Regions from separate parts of the Mus musculus genome. Here regions 1, 3 and 4 are each linked to region 2. A link is a contact called in public HiChIP or PLAC-seq and promoter capture Hi-C data. All regions are on one chromosome and are shown on one strand. Each heading gives the region's core, a stretch centred on a gene start, on an enhancer-like site or on the middle of the called end of the contact. The rest is flanking DNA. Distances are from core to core; before and after follow the strand shown. Region 1 overlaps Trio (triple functional domain (PTPRF interacting)). Region 2 holds the start of Otulinl (OTU deubiquitinase with linear linkage specificity like). Region 3 overlaps Trio (triple functional domain (PTPRF interacting)). Region 4 overlaps Trio (triple functional domain (PTPRF interacting)).

What was found. Promoter capture Hi-C pulls out the DNA fragments that hold promoters and counts their contacts. HiChIP or PLAC-seq counts read pairs in DNA pulled down with a chosen protein or histone mark.
Region 1: a contact with region 2 is called in a promoter capture Hi-C map of trophoblast stem cells, with 3 times the contacts expected there. The contact joins the enhancer-like site here to the promoter of Otulinl in region 2. A contact is called at or near these places in 6 of 39 promoter capture datasets (embryonic stem cells, neutrophils, second pharyngeal arch cranial neural crest and 2 more), 1 of 15 datasets of contacts at CTCF or cohesin (large pre-B cells), 2 of 484 Hi-C or Micro-C datasets (erythroblasts and nephron progenitors), 1 of 115 datasets of contacts at active chromatin or transcription factors (bone marrow-derived dendritic cells) and 3 of 9 other capture datasets (adipose tissue, embryonic stem cells and liver).
Region 3: a contact with region 2 is called in a promoter capture Hi-C map of neutrophils, with 2.5 times the contacts expected there. The contact joins the enhancer-like site here to the promoter of Otulinl in region 2. A contact is called at or near these places in 2 of 39 promoter capture datasets (neutrophils and pre-B cells), 4 of 484 Hi-C or Micro-C datasets (CD8 T cells, Th1 cells, memory CD8 T cells and 1 more), 6 of 115 datasets of contacts at active chromatin or transcription factors (T-cell acute lymphoblastic leukemia, double positive thymocytes, effector CD8 T cells and 3 more) and 2 of 9 other capture datasets (adipose tissue and liver).
Region 4: a contact with region 2 is called in a FOXA1 HiChIP or PLAC-seq map of pancreatic cancer cells. The contact joins the enhancer-like site here to the promoter of Otulinl in region 2. A contact is called at or near these places in 6 of 39 promoter capture datasets (HPC-7-derived erythroid cells, embryonic stem cells, frontonasal cranial neural crest and 3 more), 4 of 115 datasets of contacts at active chromatin or transcription factors (bone marrow-derived macrophages, microglia, pancreatic cancer cells and 1 more) and 4 of 9 other capture datasets (adipose tissue, embryonic stem cells, liver and 1 more).

The regions. Positions count from the first base shown.
Region 1 is chr15:27,882,551-27,887,337 of GRCm38.p6, reverse strand. All of the region lies in intron 9 of Trio (triple functional domain (PTPRF interacting)), which reads left to right. Among named protein-coding and RNA genes, the nearest start is that of Gm29975, 110 kb to the left of the region's middle. Within about 2 kb of position 2,512, at least 100 of the 459 cell types and tissues checked have an H3K27ac peak or open chromatin away from gene starts, as enhancers often do. A contact at or near this core is called in embryonic stem cells, stem cell-derived epiblast-like cells and trophoblast stem cells, where this site is marked.
Region 2 is chr15:27,678,108-27,683,212 of GRCm38.p6, reverse strand. It overlaps Otulinl (OTU deubiquitinase with linear linkage specificity like), which reads left to right and starts at 1,671. Exons shown (of 8, transcript NM_001242423.1): 1 at 1,671-1,816. The coding sequence starts at 1,762.
Region 3 is chr15:27,921,749-27,927,069 of GRCm38.p6, reverse strand. The region is part of intron 1 of Trio (triple functional domain (PTPRF interacting)); the gene reads left to right. Among named protein-coding and RNA genes, the nearest start is that of Gm29975, 71 kb to the left of the region's middle. Within about 2 kb of position 3,274, at least 298 of the 459 cell types and tissues checked have an H3K27ac peak or open chromatin away from gene starts, as enhancers often do. A contact at or near this core is called in CD8 T cells, Th1 cells, adipose tissue and 7 more, where this site is marked.
Region 4 is chr15:27,847,861-27,853,026 of GRCm38.p6, reverse strand. Trio (triple functional domain (PTPRF interacting)) reads left to right here. Exons shown (of 57, transcript NM_001081302.1): 14 at 1,015-1,210; 15 at 1,868-2,034; 16 at 3,975-4,094. Among named protein-coding and RNA genes, the nearest start is that of Gm29975, 140 kb to the left of the region's middle. Within about 2 kb of position 2,891, at least 58 of the 459 cell types and tissues checked have an H3K27ac peak or open chromatin away from gene starts, as enhancers often do. A contact at or near this core is called in pancreatic cancer cells, where this site is marked.

The DNA.
Region 1 (4,787 bases), core at 1,263-3,762, 200 kb before region 2:
GGAGCTGGTCAGAGCCACAGACCCAGTCAGAGGGCAGGGGTTTGGCGACTGGGGCTTGTTGGTGCAGGTGCAGCACCAGCTCACAAGTGTTGGCTGCTAGCTGCTCTTATCTTTGCCACTGTAAGCTTGAATGAGACCTTTGCCACATTTCCTGACAATCACGTGATGCGATGCATTTCCATTTCCTATTTCCTGCTGAGGGCCCCTCATGGAACGCTTGTTTGCATTAAACGGGGAATAACTGTGACTTTCAGTCTGTTTTCACTTAAGCCTGCATTTGAGTTTGGCAGTGGTGCTTCCTGCCCCACACTTGTTCAGGTAGGGTCATTCACTGTCAGGGAAGGCATCCAAAGCAGCGTGCGCTCAGACTTGTTTTTCTGCCCCGCCTGTTCAGCTTGCCCAGCTCTTAGAGTGCTGGGATTCTGTTACCCAACACGACAAGGAACATGGCCTGGCAGTCTACTTTCCTGAGACCAGCCAGGCCATCAGATGCTCATCAGGCAGGGAGACCACTCCCTCTAAAGCCTCCTTTTGCTCCCGGGACCTCATGGGTGAGCATCGTTCCGGAATTACCTCCTGGAAGCATTCCTTCCACGTAGATGCTGTATTACAAAACATGCTTTCCCAGGCAGTCAAGCGCAGTGGTGTGTGCCAATGGTCCCAGCTACTCAAGAGTCTGGGGCAAGCGGGTCACTCGAGCCTGGGAGACAAAGGCCAGCCTAGGCAGCATTAGTGAAACCCTGTGAGAAGAAAAACAGTGAGGAGACCTTTCTTAAGTGACTGAGCAGACCTGGGTCATTCTAGAATCTTCTCACCTGTATGTCTTCCTCCCACTGGGGGTACAGAGGTACTGTATTTGTTGTGTGAGTCCTTTTTCTAGGGAGATATAAACAGATACAGGCTCCTGTCGAGAAAGATCACCAAAAATATGACTACACCAAAGTCTACCTTGGCGAGCAGGCAAGTTTATTGTGCTATTTAAAGAGCATGGGTGACCCCAAAGGAAACCATGTCATCAGACATTCTCACCACGCCACAGATGACAGCTTCCCCATAGGTGTGTAGATGGAATCCCACTTTAGTTAGCCTTCTATGATCTGTATGATCCAGCTCCCCCGAGACCACAAGGCCTTGCACAGTTACGGTAAAATGACATACTGTCTTTATAATGTCTATAACATGTGACCTTGAAGGAGGTTCCATTGATAGGGCAGAAAACACTATTAGCTTGGCCTGCTGAGGCTGAGTGTCATCTCCAGTTGAAGGCAAACCTGCAGGTCCACAGTGAGTCCTAGGATAATTTGGACTGCATGGTAAAAACATACCATTGTGCACTATGCACTGTCTTTTAACAGTTGCTGGAGTCTTGGGCTCTTTCCTCAACAACACACACACACACACACACACACACACACACACAGGCACACACACAGAGAGACAGAGGCACACACACACATACACACACACACACACACACACATACACACACACACAGAGACAGAGGCACACACACACATACACAGAGGCAGAGGCACACACACACAGAGGCACACACAGGCAAGCCTCCCCCCCCCACAGGCACGCCCACACACATTACACACACACACACACACACACACACACACGTTGAAGTGGACACGTCTTTTTGTGTTTTATCTGGATGTTCTCCGGGTTACCTTAAGTACTGTGGTTTGTATACTCTTCCTCTGGCAATGTCAGATTTCTTGTCTAGTTTGTACAAGCAGCATTATTAGAGATGAAAATGCAGTTTATACAAGATATTGCCACGGCTTCCAGCCGGACTTTCCACCCTCTCGCCTAATGTGCTGACCCCTAAGACCATATACTAGGTCAAGCCCTGCATGTCAAGCGTTACTCTTGAGTTGACTTCCGGGAGCCTTGTTTTTAGCTCGAAAGGGAGAATAGTGAAAGTCTGTGCATACTGCACCCCAGGGAGTGGGTACAGATTTAGAGCCATGGCGTCTTCAGACCTTAGAAAGCCTTGTGATCTGTGGACTTGCGGCGAAACCTGGACACGTCCGATAATCAAATACAGTGTTTCCAGGCACACACTGAAGGGCTAAGTGAAGATTACACTCTGTCACAAGTTCTTGTACTAATAGTCACAGAGAGACGAGTCCCCAAAGTCTGGCACATTAATTAGGGAGTAGGACCCTCTTACAGAACACTGTTTTACAGGCTGGGTGTGGTTTTAAGATGGCTAGAACCCTACCCCTGCGCAGGAGAACGTGCCGGGGCTTGTCCCGAGCACTCGCTAACTGGCCCTCGCCCAGTTTGAGTCTGTACTCTGCGGAACCACTTCTTCCCAGTCGTGTTCCGATGCTGGAGAGCTTTTCTCCTTCCCGCAGTAGCAGCACCTGCCCGTCAGCTGTGCCAACCCAGAAGAGGCAATAACAGAAGCTTAAGAAAACACTGGGAGGCTGCCTCCCTACCCTACACATTGGCTCCTCTGCAGAATAACCAAGACTCCTACTGCCCCTGCAGACTGAGAGTGATGATGGCCCTTCTGTGGTTCCTTGGGGAGCCAGAGGCTTCCTGTACGCACAGTGCAGGCCTGTCTCGGCAGCAGGTGCTCAGGTGGCAAGATGACTGTTAGTTCATGTAAGCCCACTGTGCCATCATCATGGTCAGGTTTGTCATTATTCAGTGATTTCCTTTTCTTTACGAAAGGGGGAGTCAGGTCAAACCGTCAGCAGTTTTCTGCACATTTAGCTGAAGCATGTAAGTGCTGCACTCTTTTCAGTGCCTTGACCTTGGAGCTGTCCACTAGAGGGCGCTGATGAACAGGAAAGATGCTGGCACCCTGCCTTCTGCATAGAGAGGAAGGTGGTATTAGCCTCCTAGATTCTTTGCTCTGCTTCTGAGCCATGTAGGGAGGAAAAAGATTAACTTTTGACTTGTTCTTCAGCTTAAGGGGGAGGGCAGACCCATCCTGCCCTATTTATGGGGCTGGGATTTTTATTTTATTTTTTTTATGACACAGAATTGACAACCATTGGCTACAAGTGTGATCAGAGATGGCGGCTGGACTAGGGTGATAAAAATCCAGTGACTTGCTAATCTTCTTATATTTAAATGAAGGGTTTGTGCACATGTCTTTAAGATGCTGTGACTTTCACAAATATATTAATCCACAGTCTCCTTGCCAAGAAGGAAATTTTACCCAGGCTTTCTAAAGAGACAGTAGCCTTGTGGGAGGCTTGGGAACTTCAGCAGGATTCCATAACCATCTGCTCTTATCTTAATAAAGCGCTGGGTACGTGCACATCACTTCAGGCGCTTTTGTGTTTGCTGGAAACACAGTGTCAGCAGTAATTTTACATTCCTGGTGGGAAGAGCCAGTGCTAAGGGGAAAATGGCTGAGCCACACAGATAGATTGTATTTCCAAGCTATAGTCCCTGAAGTACTTCTCTCAGGGTTAAAAAAAAGATTCAGCTGTGGGGATTTGCTCCCTCTACCTATCCAGCAAATGTTTATCTCCAACACTGCGAAGCAGTGCCTTGCTTCAAGTCTCTGGAAGTTGAGAGGAATTGCCAAGCGTTTGACTTTGCACTGCCCTGGGTTTTTGTTTGTTTGTTTGGTTGGTTGATTTGGTTTTGGTTTGTTGTTGTTTTTAAGTTAAGGAATATAAAGAATATACCACAAAGAGTTGTAGGGTTTTGTTTTGTTTTTGTTTCTTGAAAGTCTTCCCCCCTCTATCCCTTCCAGAAGCTCTTACAGGTAGGCGATAGGTTGGAGCTTAGATGTTAGGTTTGCCCGGCAAAATCCTTTTCAACTTTAAAATACTTCTTTTGTTTGTTTGTTAAAACTTTATTATAAAGAACTTACAAATAAAAATCTCACATATTGAAATGTGCCACGCCCAATGAACTTGTCAGTGAACTTCTGTCTATCTTGACTGCTGCCCTGAAGCTTCAGGGTTCCCTGGTGGACTCCCCAGTTCTGTGTGGAGTTGGTCATGCTCACGGAGACAGTCGTTAAATGGTTCGAGGTTGAGACATTGCTTTTCAGAGGGGAGTGAGACACACTTACGAAGGCCTCCTCAGGAGACCTAGATCTCCTGGGCAGCCAGTAGAGAGTGCAGTCGGCTTGGAGTCCCTCACTGCATTTATAATTCCAACGACAGGTGTGTGTGCCGCGCAGCTGCCTCATGGTTGCCGTGGTGGGTCATGCGGACACATTTAAATCTTCAACTGCGCATGCTCATCACCGCTGACTGGGAGGGAAACTGAAGCTGAGAAAAAAAAATAGGGAACTTCCTCCCAGCGCGCAGTCAGATCATAGCTGTGTGCAGAGGGGCGGGTGTGGAAGACGTGGAAATGTGGTACCTTTCAGGGCAGAGTCAGCAGAACGGGTAGATGAGTTAGACCACACTGACAGCAGACAGATGGATCCAGGGAGCAGGGATGGTGGGCAGGTGACTGTCAGTACTGACGTGGACAGGTAAGGATCTGAAATGAACCAGGCATGAGAATGGGAGGAGCGTGTAGCCTCGGCCCGAGCACCTACTCCCAGGCTTGTCTCCACTTCCTAAGCCCACTTCCAACATGATTTCTGCAGGGTCTTGGAGGTTTGTTAAGGTTCACCATCATCTGTATGGAATAGGACGGTGCAGAAAGGATGGATGCTCAGGTGTGGAAAGGGGCCGGAAGGGCCTCAGGTGTGGAGTGACGGAGAGCAGGTTGCCTTTATTGTGCAGCCTGTCCAGCTGACCACTCTAAAATCATCCACTGTGGACCAAGCGTTCACCCTGACTTCTGACATT
Region 2 (5,105 bases), core at 422-2,921:
TGCTCATAACTTTGTTTACATTAGACAGGCCTAAGTCTTCAGTCATTAATTTTGTAGGAGTACTGGGCCCCTAGACACGCAAGGGATAGTTTATGCCTGTAGAAAACCGACCCCCTCAATGTTAAATATCTGAGTTGGACAAGAGATTTTTAAACACAGCAAGCTTGCAACCATGCTCTGTGAAACTTGTGCTGAAAAATGTTTGAGTGACTGAGGTCAGACCTTAGTTTGAATTCTGCACTGGCACCAGATGGGCCCCAGTGAACCCAGGTTACCCTACCAATCTCACGAGCAAATGCGGGGATTCGTGAAATACACTAACAGGGAAAATGCACTCGCGGTGGACCACAAGTCCCGCTGAGCCAGCTCTCTTAGTTGCCTGGTGCTGCTGACTCAGGCTTTTGGTCTGACAGGGATTTCTGAGGCAAGACTAAAGATGTACGATCCTTTTGATCCTTTGTTCTGAGATCCAGAGAGACTTGCAATGTTTCAATGACTTGTTGACATAGCCCTAAGGCTATTGAACTCACACAAAATTCCAGGCTGTTTCCACATGTTTCTTTAGTTATGGCGCTTATTTTTCCGGAGGCTGCCAGGATATTTTGCATGCTAGTCTTTTTGTATTTGGAATCTGTCTGCACTGGAGAAAAAGGAAGTACTCATGGAGATGATTCTTCTTCTTCTTCTTCTTCTTCTTCTTCTTCTTCTTCTTCTTCTTCTTCTTCTTCTTCTCTTCTTCTTCTCCTTCTTCTTCTTTTTCTTCTTCTTCTTCTTCTCCTCCTCCTCCTCCTCCTCCTCCTCCTCCTCTTCTTCTTCTTCTTCTTCTTCTTCTTCTTCTTCTTCTTCTCCTCCTCCTCCTCCTCCTCCTCCTCCTCTTCTCTTCTTCTTCTTCTTCTTCTTCTTCTTCTTCTTCTTCTTCTTCTTCTTCTTCTTCCTCCCCCTCCCTCTCCCCTTCCCTCTTCTCCTCCCCCTCCCTCTTCCCCTCCCCCTCTCTTGTCTTCTTCTGGAAAAAAGGAGGGGTCCATCAAATTAGTTAATCAGGAGCAAAAAAAATCTTGTATCCTTTTCTTGTTAGGCCATTTACTTTTTCTGTTAGCTTTTTGTATTGTTTTTTAACAATTAAGAAATTACTTTATGGAACCACTTTTTGTCAAGAATGCTCTTGTTCGTCCCTAAACAGTTCCAAGCACGCATTAGCCGAATGTGCTGACCCATGCAGAAAGACGAGGAAGCCCTGCCCCACGTAGTGGAACAAGCCCCGGGTGCAGTTGCTTTTGGATCCCAGCCTCTAGCTCTCCGGCGCAGACATAGCAGGTTTGTCCCGTGGTGAACAGGGAATCGAGGCACCAAGCTGTCCTGAGCTGGTGAGGGGCATTCGGTCCCTCGGCCCATCAGTCTCTTCCCCAAGTTCTCTGGCTCTGGTGCAGAGCTCCCGAGAGGACTCTAGATCCGAACCAGTGGAACGCCCAGGGTGAGCGTGGAGGTGCAGCCCTAGGGGCAGAGCCGCGGCCTCCGCAGCGCTCCCATCGCTGAGCTTCTGAGCTTTCCACGCCGCCGCGCCCTTCACGCCTACCTCGCGCGGAGGCTCCGCCCTAGACTCCGCCCTAGCTTCTGAGTGGCGGCACCGGGCGTCAGTCTGCGTTCAGGGCGGGAGCACGGACGGCTGTCACAGTAGCTGAGCTCGGGACTGCGGCTGCGGAGAAGCGAGCGGGGCGCCGGGCTGTAGCGGAGGGTGCGCGCGGGTGGAGGCGCGCATCCCGCATGGAGGCGCCGAGGAGCGCGCCGCGGGAGCGGGAGCGCGCTCGGACCACCTCAGGTGGGCGCCGGGATGAGCACAGTCTCCCGGAGGGTGTAGTGGCGGCGGAGGGTGGGCGAGGGAGAGCGAAGGGTGCTTGTGGCGCGGGGACGGCTACACCTCGCGCGCGTGGCTGTGCGTGGGTTGCATCTGAGTCCCCGGCCATCGGAGAGAGGCGGGTCTATCCAGGAGTACCCGGGCGCGTGGACAAGCTGGTCGGTGTCCTCGAGGGAGCAACTTGGTTGTAAACTAAGCTACCGGGGTTTGCGCCTTGAGAGGATGTGGCCCACACCTTTTCAGCAACCAGAGTTGTAAACCGCAGAGAACACTCTTGACTTTAGGGGGAAAAAAATGCTCACCAAGGGGACAGGGTGACAGTAGATCGCTATTGCATTTCGGGCCCCTGCCCCACTGGGTAGCAGTGGTCTGTCCTCTCCAAAGACCTTAGAGATGAAATGTCTTTCTTCCGGTCCCACAGCTGTGTCCGTGGTTCAGTTTCTCTAGGTTTTGTTGGGCCACACGCTGGATCCTGTGTTTCACCATCTACCACTCAAGGAATGTGAGCCTAGTAGTGAATCTAAGCTGTGTGTGTTCTTGCTTTCAGTGTGTAAATGGGGTTGTTGGACACCGGGAATGTTCCTAATTGCTGCTCTCCGTCCTAGTAGGAGCTTCTGACACAGCACTGTGTTGTGTAGTGGAAGCAACACTGTTCAGGACACGAGGTCTGGACGTCAGTCCACCCTAGAGTGTCTGGGTAGGAGTTATTCAAGACATCAACCATTCGTGAAATGCATGCTGGACAAGTTAATTCCGAAGGCCTCTCCCAGCCTAGTCTGTGACTAAATTACCCAAGTCTCTGAAGTTTAGAGAATTAACTCATTTGTTTAACCTTTATGCACCTCAGGTTATTATAGAATTAGCCAAGTATTTCCTGTGGGCGTATCCAGTCGAACATTTTTTATTTTGTTTCTTTCTTCCTTTAGTTTGGCAGAGAAAAGAAAGTTGGAAACAGAGGCAAGGACATGACTGGGAAAGAGCTGGTTTGGGAGACTGCAGAATGCCTACTTTGGCTTAACAAAACCACCAAGAACGTTTCCTTTCTCTGCACGAAGTCCAAGGCGTGTCAGTGCGCTGAGCCCAAGGAGAGAGAGGGACCTTTCGTTTGTTTCAGTCTGTGGGGTCTGCTGTAGGTTTGCAGGACAAAGTGAGATTCAAGGATAAGATTGTGGAAAACGTTTCCCTTTCGAATATAACTGCTGAGGGAGGACTTAGGAGCATAGGAGATCCTCTTCGCTGGTTCTGTTTTCCAAACAGATCAAAAACAAAAACAAGACAAAAAAAAAAAAAAAAAAAAAAAAAACCAAAAACCAAAACCAAAAACAAAACAACAAACAAAAAACAAACAAACAAACAAACAAACAAAACCGACACAGTGGCCTTAAAGTCACTTACTCCAGCTGAAATGGAAACAACCTTTTGGTATACCTCTTAACTATTTGCTAAAAGAAAGACATAGATCCACTTTTAAGACTATTAGTAAACCTTGACAGAAACCAAAGAAAAATAGAAGACCCCCCCCCATAGAATTGTTGGAGATGGAGAAGGGGTTGGGGATAGTCTTTTTAAAGTATTGTTAAACGTGTTTCTGTATTGAAAACTCACGGGGGCACGCATCTGTGGACAGTGTTACTAGAGAGACCCTGTCAGAATACTGGACAAGGACGAGACATCTTGAAGGTTGTTTCATCCAGTGCTCCAAACCTCAGAGAAGCCACCATCACCTACAAGGGGTGATATCACGGTGCTGTAAAACCAGCTGGCCTTTCGGCATCTTTGGCAGACCTCTGTGTCTGAGGCCGATGCTTGTTTTCCCTACATTCAACTCCAGCTATCTTACTTCACGGTCCTTAATTCTTGGCGGGCTTGAGCCGTGGCTGTGCTATCATCCACCACTGACCCTAAGTTCCCTGGCAGCGCGCACATCCTCAGCTGTGCTGTGAGGAGCTCCTTAGCTCCTTGATGGACCCTCAGTGTTGGGATTGGGAGGCCTGGTGTTCACACACACTGTGGGGGACACACACATTACATGGGGGAATACCATGAGCCAGGTCTGGCATTCCAGCCACATCCGAAGCAGCTTTGCTTTCTTTTATTTGTTTTATGTTGCTGTTGTAGGTAAGGATTTTGTCTTGGGAGTATGTTCTGAAGCTAAGCCAAAATTTAGAAAATAATGAGTATCATTTTTTTAGACTCCCATTGCGGCTTAGAGCACTTATTACATATAAAGTTGTTCTGGTTGTTTACAGACCATGGAAAGCTCTGTAATGCTCAGTGCTGCTGTCCTAACTATCATCCTTGCCTTCTGTTATGAAGCTACTTACTGTTTGGTTTATCCCTCGGATACAAAACTGCTTTAAATGGGAACTTGTCCGGCCAAGATCCCAACCTCATACCTAGACTATTCCCCCAGTTAGAAAACTGCCTTCCGAATATCCTGCGTTCCCTTATGTCCAAGCCCTTCGCCAGTCACTGACCTTGTGTGTGGAGCAGATGTGTCATGCCTGCACTAGACACGCTGTCTCCACGGGTGAACACATTAGTCTCTAGGCAGGGAGGTGAATTCAGAAGGTGAGCATGCCTGCGCCCAGGGAGAGAGGCGAACTGGAACAGTTAGTATCAGCCGAGAAAGGAGTGATGCCCACAGTGTGTGTGAACTTTACGTCCACAGGGACTACGGGGGATGGGCGTTTATACTGGAGCTCCTCTGGCCTTGGGGAGCTGCTTGGTAAGCAGGGGGCTCAGGCAGTTAGTAACTGTCCTGAGGGGTGCAAGTAGCTGTTCCCAAGTCCTGCTCTAAGGAAGAGAGAAATATTTTCCTTCTTTGAAAAAAAAAGATGGTTTAAGGATTTGCAGCTACATTATACACATACAGACTCACAGGCAGACACACAGATATACAGACAGACTCACACACATGTTTTTAAACCAAAGATCTATAGTTGATATGTTTTGCTATTTGTTTGCTCCACTTTTAGACTTCTCTTATTTCTATGGAATGACTAGCCAATGGCATGTAATTTTTTTTTTTAAAGCGGATGTGTTATCTAGGTAGAGATTCTTTACTGGTGTAGTTATTAAAGGAAAAATGTCTTCTTGAGTTATCCAGTAGACTTTGGTTCACCAGAGAGAACTTCTCTGGCTCTCAGGTGGGTTGAGCACCCTGGCTGGCTTGTCCAGAGTCGTCGTGCTTGTCTCTTCCCAGTTGTGGTGGGTACTCACTGTGTTCTTTGGGTGCTGCGTAGGGAGATGC
Region 3 (5,321 bases), core at 2,025-4,524, 240 kb before region 2:
CTGTCTGAACACGAGCGCCAAGTGAACCAAACAGCTCGAGGCTCCATCGGGGAACTGGCTACTACAAAGTTCTGCCACATTCTTGGATCTCATTAAAGATACGCCCTTCTAGTGAGTTTCATGTTGGAATTAAATCCATGAAGCCTTTACCTCATTGACACATTTAAGGGTCCGTGACTTACTGGAGTGTATTTGTAACAGACAGACCTACAATATCCTAATTTTGCTGAATATTTAGCAACTTTGGTTTATGTATAAACAAGATAATGATTTAAGTATTGTTTAGATGTAACTCGTGGCCACTCAAATTAATTGATTACTTATTAAGACTCTCAGCCTTGAGTAGTAAAAGCAGAGGCTGACAAGATAGGCAGGGCCCCTGAAGCCCGGGGAAGTCCCCTGCAGGAAGGAAGTCCCCAGCCACAACCCAGGTCACAGGGGCTGAATTGACAGTTTACATGTTAGAGAAGCTAGAAGTCTTGTTGGTGGTTCGAGGATAGCCAGACCTACAAAGAGAGACCCTGTCTCGAACTACAAGCAAGCAAAAGAAGTGGGCAGGAGCCAACGTAGGGGTCAGGGACACTGGTGTGGCGATCAACTATAATAATCCGTAAGATTTACTAATGTGTAAGGTAATAAGATTTGGAGCTTAAATCCAAACCGGTGCTCATTGCTGGGATCAAGTCCTTTGTCCCGTGGCATCTGAAGTCTCAGAAGCCTTGGTTCTCCTTATTTGTTTCCTGTCTTTCCTAGTAATGGTCACCAACAGGCAGGCGGACACGACCGAAGCAAGCCTGTTGGCCACACCTCGCACTCACAGAAGTTTAAGTTGTGTTCCGTTCCTGTTGCAGAAAACATATGGCAGAAACCCCGAGATTCGTTCTGTCAGCTGTTCCACTTGAGCCCTCTGGGACTCGGGGACTTGGGACACATATGTGCTGACATGTAAAACAAAGAAGTTCTGTCTGGAGTTGTGTGGAGTTGACGTAGCTTCGTTCCCTCAAGCCCAGGCTGGTCACAAAGTCTCATGACTAAAGCATTTCCTTGCAACTGTTTTTGGGTGAACCCTGCTAACTGCAGAGAAGCAGGCCTCTGATGCCTGCACACTTCCTGCTCCTGCTCCCCCCCCCCCCCTCTCTGCAGTGAAAGTGCAGAAATGAGCCTCCTCCTAAGCATTCTCCCTTCGTATGCTCCACCCTTCCTTCCTTCATCAGAGGTGAGACCAACAGTGATTAGGGCAGAAAATAATGTTTTAATTACATTGCAACAACCCCAAAGTAAAACCTTTTCCTATCTTAAACTACAAATGAAGGACTCGTCGTTAAGTACACGAGACAGCAAGAGAACCAGTCACTTTTAGTGCCTGGCCATTGTGAGCAGGTTGGCAACTTTAGAATATGGTTAGTTCTGTGTTTTTGTGAACTGTACTCAGGAGCCCAGTTGTAGACTGGTGGTGAGGTTTGCCAGCTGCAAAGGGTGTTGTTTTCCTAGGGTTAAATGGCTGCTTGGGGTTTTCTGCCGTGCTCCCCATACGGTGGGACACAGTGCCCAGTGACTGTGACCAGTATTTAGGTCATTTCCAGGATGTGGCAAAGGCTTGAGTGCTACAGGCGCTGAGTGGGTTATGTATCCAGTATTAGGGTTCCCAGTGTGTGCAGTGTGCACACGTATTTCTGGGAACAGGAATGATGGGAGTGGGTTTTTGGTGATGCGTGTAGGAGTTCAAAGGGTCAGAAGTTGAGCGTCTGTCTGGTTGGGATTCTTTCATTTTCGCCTGGGGAGAGAATAAGTATTGGCAAGCGAGCGAGGCTGCACAGGAGGCAGATGTCACATCTGAAGGATTATGTCATGTCAGGGAGTGTGTGTCTTACGGGAAGGCATCAAGAAGCCACAGAGGGGCATCGTGGAAAACTTATGGAGAGCAGTAGAAGGAGGTGTGAGCTAGAAGCCGATTTCAAGGCGAGTGGTGGGGTCAGAAGGACTACTGACCACTGATTAGGAGGCTGCAGATACAGCAAGGCCACCTGCGGGAATTCCACGGTGGGGTGGAAGGCAAGGGGAGCCAGGCGAGGCTATTTAAATGAATGAAATGCTTGATGTGATAATGGATCAGGATTTCTCTTAACAATCAATCTTGGTTGGGCTGGTATCCATTCACATAGCTCAGGGATCGAGTTTTATCGCTCTGGGTCAATTCCCCGGGCTCTTCTGCAAAGCAGTCTGTGGATCAGGTTGGCTTTACTGAACCATGTGTGCATGTATGCATAAGTGAGAGGCACATATGTAATTAGGGTGGCGTCTGCTGTCAGGCTTTATAGCACACATGCACACAGAGAGACACAGAGAAAGAGACAGACAGACAGACAGAGGCACAGGGAGATGGGGGGGGGGGGGACAGGTTGCCCATGTGATTTATTTTGAATCACTTAGTCAGAGAAATGCAATTTCTCTGTTTGCTTCTTTGTTGGTCTGGGATCAGAAGATTAAGGGTGCCCTTGGCCATATTTCCTTTTTATTTTATGAAACTAGAAGAAGCTGGAACCCCTTTTATAATAATAACCACTATATAATAATAGCCGTTATACAATATAATGCCTTTGGACAACTGGCCTATTATATATTATGAATTAACTTCCAATGTACCATTAATGCATAGTTAAAACATCAACAAAGTCTACTGATTTCTTCGTTCGTTTAAGGCATTTGTAATACTCTTAACAAGCCTTTCATCCTTTGGCAGTTCAGCTTGTCCTGTATACTTTGTGGGTAAGAAATGAAAAGCCAGAGCTATATGTTGACGTTTCCTTGAGTCAGTAAAGCTTGTGCTCTTCTTAACTGTGTGCTGTTATAGGCTGTCACTAATAAGACAGGATGAGTTAGCCAATCAGGTGGTTATTACTAAACATTAGAATCCGCTTTGTCGTTATTTCCATGTGGTGGTTTGTGGACACATCTACATTCCCGGTGCATGTGATTCATCCTCGTGTCCAATCTGGGGTCATATAATTTTGTAAAAAATGACATAAGCATCAGTTGATTGTGCTTGCATTTTTTTATATCTTAGTAAGCATTCTGGTGAAAATGTAACCTTTGTTCTCTAACATTCTTCCATAATTAAATGCATTCACAGAAGATTCCGATCCATTAAAACACTTCCTTCCTGTGACACTGGCGTGAGCTTTACACGGCCACCCCACCCCCACCACACACACCTCGCTAGCACTGCCTCCCTGCAGTGGAGCAGCATCCTGCAGGCTCTGCGCTGGAGCGGCTTGCTCAGACAGGGTGACGTCACCCTCTCTGCCGGCAGTGCGAGGGCGGGGCCACCGCACAGATGTGGAGTTTTATCTCCTGCCCTTTGTGTTCCGGAGCTCTGCCAATTACCTAATGAGTAAAATTCGGTAATTACCACCAAGGCTCGTCAGTAAGAGCAGCTACCAGCTTACTATTTAACATTTTTGCTGTGGTTGCTTTAGAACGCTGCCTTAGTTATTAGTCTTACTTGTAGCATAACCTGTGCTTCCGTCAGCCATGCTTCAGTCTTTCCCACAGGCGATTTTTCGGTTTAATAAATGTAAGGTGGGGGTAGCTGACAGGCTCTGAGACCTACGAGGTGGCTGGGAAGCAGTCTGTGGGTGACTGACAGACAATTCAGAACAAGGCACACGGGCAACTTTATCAGGAGCTCTATCTGTGGAGGAATAATAGGGCTCTTAAATACCATGTTTTCCTAAAAGAAAAAAAAATTAAGTCAGCGAATGATTATGTGAAATTCAAAATGATTAAAATCTGCTAGAGGTCCTGAGTGGATTACCAAAAGAAGCTGTTTTAGTTTTAAACTTACTCTTTTTAACACACACACACACACACACACACACACACACACACACACACACATATATATGTATGTATATGTATATATGTATATATTGTATATGAGTACACTGTAACTGTCTTCAGACACACCAGAAGAGGGCATCGGATCCCATTACAGATGGTTGTTGTGGTTGCTGGGAATTGAACTCAGGACCTGGAAGAACAGTCAGTGCTCTTAACCACTGAGCCATCTTCCCAGCACCAAAAATCTTACCCTTACCTCAGATAATTAGCTTCATCTTAGGTCTTTGTGCACATGTACACGGAAAGTGCTATTGGGTCAACGAGCTGAGTGATGAGTGAGCGCTCACACAACCTGGAGATGTCCCGTGGTGCGGCTCCTCCTGGGAGCAACCAAGATGGAGGGCTGCTGCTCCTTTATTGTTGGTTGATGTTAAAAATGGAAGGCCACCGTGGTGGTCAGTGAGCTCTGTGGCTTGCTGGGAACGGTTCTGTTGGAGTGGCACCGCAGCCCTGACACAGAGTCTGATGACCAAAAGGGCACAGTTGATCTGACCACTGCGCTGTTGGGTTGTTGACATTCCAGCTCCCCCCACCCCCATTCACCCAAAAGATTTCCCATTGTCAGAGACAACTGTGGGATCTCTCCTCCTGGAGCAAAGAGGGTAATTTTCCCTCTTACAGCTGTAATCATGGTGTGACTGAAGGCTAAATACCCAGAGCTGATCTTTTACAGACTGAAATAGAAAGTCCTGGAGGACACTGGGCGAGCGGCGGCGGGGGTGGGGGTGGGGGACGACGGACAGGGACGCAGACTCTGGTAGTTTGTTCCTTTTCACCCGGTACTCAGAGGTTTGGATACTCGCACCTACTTCCGTCTAAAGCGAGTTCCCCGAGTGAGAGGAAGATGGAGGCTATCCATTTGCTGCATGGTTGGCAGCTTCTGAAACAGGAGACATTCGGTGGCGTGGTCTTAGTATTTATCCCAGGCTTACTGCTCCTGGCCAGATAGCATTGTAAACATGTAACACGATCCACTCTGTTGTTTAACATCAGGGTTGAGCTGTCTTAGATGAAACTATTAAGATATTTAATTTACGTATGCACATTTAGAGAAGGGGAAGGAGGGAAGGGGAGAGTGGACTTGAAGCCAGAACTTCCCAGAGCTCTCTTTACACAGTCATCCCTCTGCTAACCAAGGCCTAACTGCAAATGCCCTCTCATGAGCATCCTCAGCACACACATTGTAGGCCTGACCCAGAAAGTAGTGCTTGTCAATCACTCCTTCCCTGGGACCCATCGTGCCCCACAGTAGTGGTTCATGAAAGCCTACACCAGCTTCCTTACCTTTCTGCTCACATTATTGTAGGTTTTATGTAACTTAAACGTTCAGAAAATGGGCACAGCTAAATGCCCCTGATCTTGGTGGTTGCCTTCCTTGCCTGCTGCCCACCTTTTGCCCACCCTCTTCTAACCTCACCAAC
Region 4 (5,166 bases), core at 1,642-4,141, 170 kb before region 2:
AAGAAGTGCAATTTAGGCATGTTAATACACATCGCATGCAAATCCCATTAACAAAAGAGTAAACTGGGAAGATCCATCCTGTAGGCATTCTGAAACCCCGTCTTCTACCTGGACTCTGCAAGCATTGTCCCATGCTCAGACTTTCATGCTAACTCCATTCGTTCAAAATGGAGTGCACAAGTGAGGACCCTCGGGAAAGGCTAGCCCCCCGAAGTAGACAGTATGTATTCTTTCTCAAGGAGCTCTTCTTTTCTGCATTTTGTGACTTAAAATAATGTAATCCATGTCTTCAAAGCTATACAAAAGCAGAGAGCGGCATGATGAAGCTTCCATATGGAAGTCCTCCAAATTAGCTGGACCGTGTTTCTTTGCTGGTTTCCTTCATTGAATGCTGGCCCAGCATATTTCAGAGACTCTGCCTGTCCATCATTCCTCTTCTAAAGATGTCTGCACTGTAAGGTCATTTCATACTCACTCAGAACACCAAACACCTCCCCTAGCATGAACAGCATGCGTTCAGGGTTACACATCGGCCTGCATTAGGAGACATAGGGGCAATTCCTGCATTTGGTGGCCAGTCTCTTAGGGTAGATTCAACTCTTCCTCCTCTGTCCTCTAACTTTGTGCCTTCCATGACTTCTGACTGTCATGGCTCACTTGTTAAAGAAGCCAAGTCTCACATAATACATTTTCTCCCTTGGCTCTTGGTTACCCTTTTTCTCTGGTATTTCCTAGAAACAGAACTCAGATGGAAAACAGGCCTTGGCCAGGTTCTGGTTTGGTGTAGGAATGGTGGTTCTTCACAGCGCCACTCACGAGCAGCCATATCCTGCTGTCCCACATCTGTAGGAATGTTCAAGTGTTGACCTCCTCAAGGCTGGTCAATCCCCTCCTGGCCTGGCCTCTGCACAATGGTTCGCCAGACCCATGATGGTTGGCTGTCCGTTGACTCACAGTGAGATATGGCTGAGTGTGTTTAAGTCCTGGTCTTGCATAGATGCTTTCCTCTCTTAGATCATCTCGGACCTTGAGTCGTGGAATGATGAGCTTTCCCAGCAAATGAATGACTTCGATACGGAGGACCTGACGATCGCAGAGCAGCGCCTACAGCACCATGCAGACAAAGCCCTGACCATGAATAACTTGACTTTCGATGTCATCCACCAAGGACAGGATCTTCTGCAGTATGTCAATGAGGTCCAGGCCTCTGGTAAGAAAGCCCTCCACCCTGTGACAGGTGTGGCCTTGTTGCGTCACCATGGGACTAGGACTATAAGTGCCACAGCTTCTACTAATGAGCCATTACCTGCCAACATGGATTCTTTCAAAGGAAGGGCTTTTCACTTTATTTCACAATCACGCTTAACTTTATCCTCAGGAAACTTATCCTTAAATTCTTTTGAGAATTGTTTTAAGTAGTAAGAACTTTGGAAAATTGTTATATTTGTGAGCGAAGTATAAAAACTTGTGAAAGTGTTTGTTTAGTTTCAGTGTCCAGCAGATGTCGCTGTAAACCTCAATATTAAATGTATCCAGTGATTCCCCAGCAACATCCTGCTTGCATTAGCCGCTTTACATGGAGTAAATTAAATGTTTCCTGAAGGCTGAGCCACTTGCTCATTTCTAAAAGCTGCTACCCTGTCACTAAGTCCCAGAGGGTCAGCTCAGCTGTGCACCCTTTCACGCCCTGGCCCGCTGGATATGTGTATAGAAACATCTCTGCTGGCCTGGGTCTCCCTGAACTGGGCTGCTAGTGCAGGTGGCCCCCTGTGGCGCCTTTTTCACAAGCCACACTGGGTAGTGCATTGGGCAAGAGACGCTGACCGATGGTGTGAGTTGAATACCGGTCGCCTACGACTGTTCACAGGTGTGGAGCTGCTTTGTGACAGAGATGTGGACATGGCCACTCGGGTTCAGGACCTCCTGGAGTTTCTTCATGAGAAGCAGCAGGAGTTGGATTTGGCAGCTGAGCAGCATCGGAAACACTTGGAGCAGTGTGTGCAGTTGCGCCACCTGCAGGCGGAAGTGAAGCAGGTGCGTGACACTGAGGAATGATGGGAATTCTTGACCGGTTGGCCTCGGGGAGAATTTACCATGTCCCGCTGTGTAAGGTTGTTCTTGCCCTTGGACAGCATCTCATGGTAGAAATGAAGCCCACCCCTCCGTGGATGGCCAGCTGGAGTGGAAGAGCTGCCCGCTCAGCAGCCATAGCTCTTGAGTGTGTTGTCCCTGCCTATCCTTTCCTACTTGGTGGTCCCTTGCTTAAAGCATATTACTTCCTAGGCTAAGGAAATGCATGATTTTCCCCCTAAATGTTTATTAATCTGGACATATCTGCAGACTGCAAGTCTAGGCTTTTCTTGAGTTAGCTGCATACTATATAGAATGTCACATTTAGGGCGAAGCTGAGACAAATGGATTCAATACCACTAGAGTCAAGTATAGATATCACACTGTGTCCCGTGGTGGGGATAAAGGAGCGCTCCCTGATGGAGGGTCTAGATGGAGGAGTGAGGCTGTTAGATTCTGTCCATTGCACAGAAAGCCAGCCCTGGCCTTGTTGAAGGAAGTGCCAGGAGCCTCAGCCACGGCCTGCTGTGGTGCAGACACAGGCTGTGTTCACAGAAGAGCACATGCTCCTGGCACCACAGGTGATGGGGATGGGGGCTGCTATTCTCTTGTGTAGCATTAGTGTCACTAGTATTGTACATTTAAAGGAGACACAGTGTTGTAACCTGTGAGCATTTCTTCTTCCCTCAAGAAAAACCACTTATTTAAGGACTGATGTAGTTATACACCTTACAGGCTGTCTTTGCTTAGACTGTGAAGATGGCTTTCAGAAGCCATTCTACCCCTGTAATGAGTCAGCCGTGGTGTTTACTCACCCCATGGCCCTATGACACACCAGGCTGAGATTGTGGCTGGTGTCCCACAACCTCCCGCTGGAGCCAGCCACAGCCTGTGATTACCATTGCTGAGATGAAACACCATGACTGAAAGCAGCTTGAGGAGGAAAGGGCTTGTTTCACTCAGAGTTCCATACAACAGCTCGTCATGAAAAGCAGTGAGGGCAGGAACTCGGCAGTACAGGAACATAGAAGCAGGAGCCTGTGAGAGGCCGTGGAGGGGTGCTGCTCACTGGCTTGCTCCCCAGGGCTACCTTCCCAGCGGTGGTCCCACCCACAGCGGGCTGGGCCTTCCCCATCATCATTGATTAAGACTGTCCTACAGGCTTGCCTACACCCCTGTAGTGTGTACACTTGAGTCCCTTGGTTTGGCCTCTGAGCATTGTGGAGGAATCTATTTCACACCTGGGCTATAGTGTCATTTAACACTGATCGTCCTTGGAAAGTCAGTGAAACAAAGGAGTTGCTCTGACTAAGTAAGTGGCCAGTTTACTATGGGTTAGGTGAGAGTCTGGACAGGAAGTAGCAGGACTTCCCTCAAGTGTCAGGGAACTCATTCAGTGAACAAGTTTGCTTTATAACATGGAACAGTCTTGGTCTGTGTTCTCATAGCCCGTTCCCTCCACCATCTTAAAAAAAAAAAAAAAAACAACCCAGACCTTCTGTGCCCTTGTGGCAGTGTCTGTGGTGAGAGCCCTGTGGGGATTGTAGGCTCTGTTGGTAAGATTGTAAGGAAGTCAGGGCTGTCTCCTTACCAGGACCTCTAGGCCAGCTCTCCTCAACCTTCCTGATCTCTTTAATAGAGTTCCCCATGTTGTGGTGATTCCCCAACCGTAAAATTATTTCTATTGCTAGTTTTGTTACTATTATGAATCATAATGTAAATATCTGTTTTTCCCCTCGGTGGTTAAGTTTACCCCATGTGAAAGGGTCATTTGACCCCAAAGGGGTGGCAACCCACAGGTTGAGAACCACTGTGGACCGCTTTGTAGACCCACCCCCATCCCAGGAACCTTGCAGGGCGCTAGAAGGACCACTGCTTAGAGCTGCCTTCTGCCCCGTTTTCAGGTGCTGGGCTGGATCCGAAATGGAGAGTCCATGCTAAATGCTGGGCTCATCACGGCCAGCTCGCTGCAGGAAGCCGAGCAGCTGCAGCGAGAACACGAGCAGTTCCAGCATGCGATTGAGGTAAGGTGGTGTCTGCGGGTGGAGTTTATGGCCTGGAGACCAGCCTGATAACCCTTGGCTTGGTGGTACACCTCCCACTGGAGCCAGCCACAGCCCGAGCAGGAGAGAATGACAGTGCTTGTCAGCCCGTCAGCTAGTCATTGACTGTGGGCAAAGCAAACAGCCCACAACTGCAGAGCATTGAGAACCACCTTGCAGCAAGTGTCCCAGGGATCAGAGCCTCATTCTGTCCCATGGAACAGCCCTAGCAGGATGCATGGCCTCTGATCAGAAGTGTCTTAAATCAGGGAGCTCAGATCGGAGCCTGAGCTGAGTGAGTTGTTTTACTATCTCGCTGGTGTTGGGGTGTGAAGGCTCCCTCACTCTGCACAGATACAAATAATACTTACGCTCTTCATGCTACTTGCTTAGAGGCAACAGGATTCACTTTGATAGGCTGAGGGTCAGGACTGCACCGGATAGTGGCCAAAAGCCTTGGCTGCCCCAGGCAGCTCACCCTCTCTGTTAGTGGTGCCATACGTGTTTTAGAATGGGATTCTTCGTGTGTGGGTAATAGTTGTGATGAGTGACCTCAAAGTAGAGGCAGGGTCTCAAAAGGGGGTTTTGAGAATAGAAACCAAGGTGTTAGCTGGAGAAAAAGCCACAGAAGTCAGGACTAATTTACTCCTAAGGTCAGTGTATTGTCACCTGTTCCAGCCCGAGGTGGCCTCTTCCTGAGGCTGCAAGTCCAGGCAGTGTGGCAGACCTGATCAGCTGCTGTGCCAAGAGGCTATTGGTAATTAAGCTCAAGTGTCAGTCACTTATGAATCTGTGTCATCTGAAGTGCCAGGGTCTCTTCTCTCTGAGGCGCTGGTGCTGCTCTTAGCAGAGCCTTGTGTTCTCCATCTTAGCTGGAGAGCCCCTGGCATCGGGGTTCACCATGTTTTCTGCTTTGTGTGTGGCTTGGGACAGTCTCAATCTTTTCTCTATTTCTTTCCTTCTTTTCTTTAAAAGAAAAATCACTAGTTCTTCAAAAACACTTTTCACTCAACTCCAGAGCTTCAGTTGAAAATGGAAATCAAAAGCATTCGCT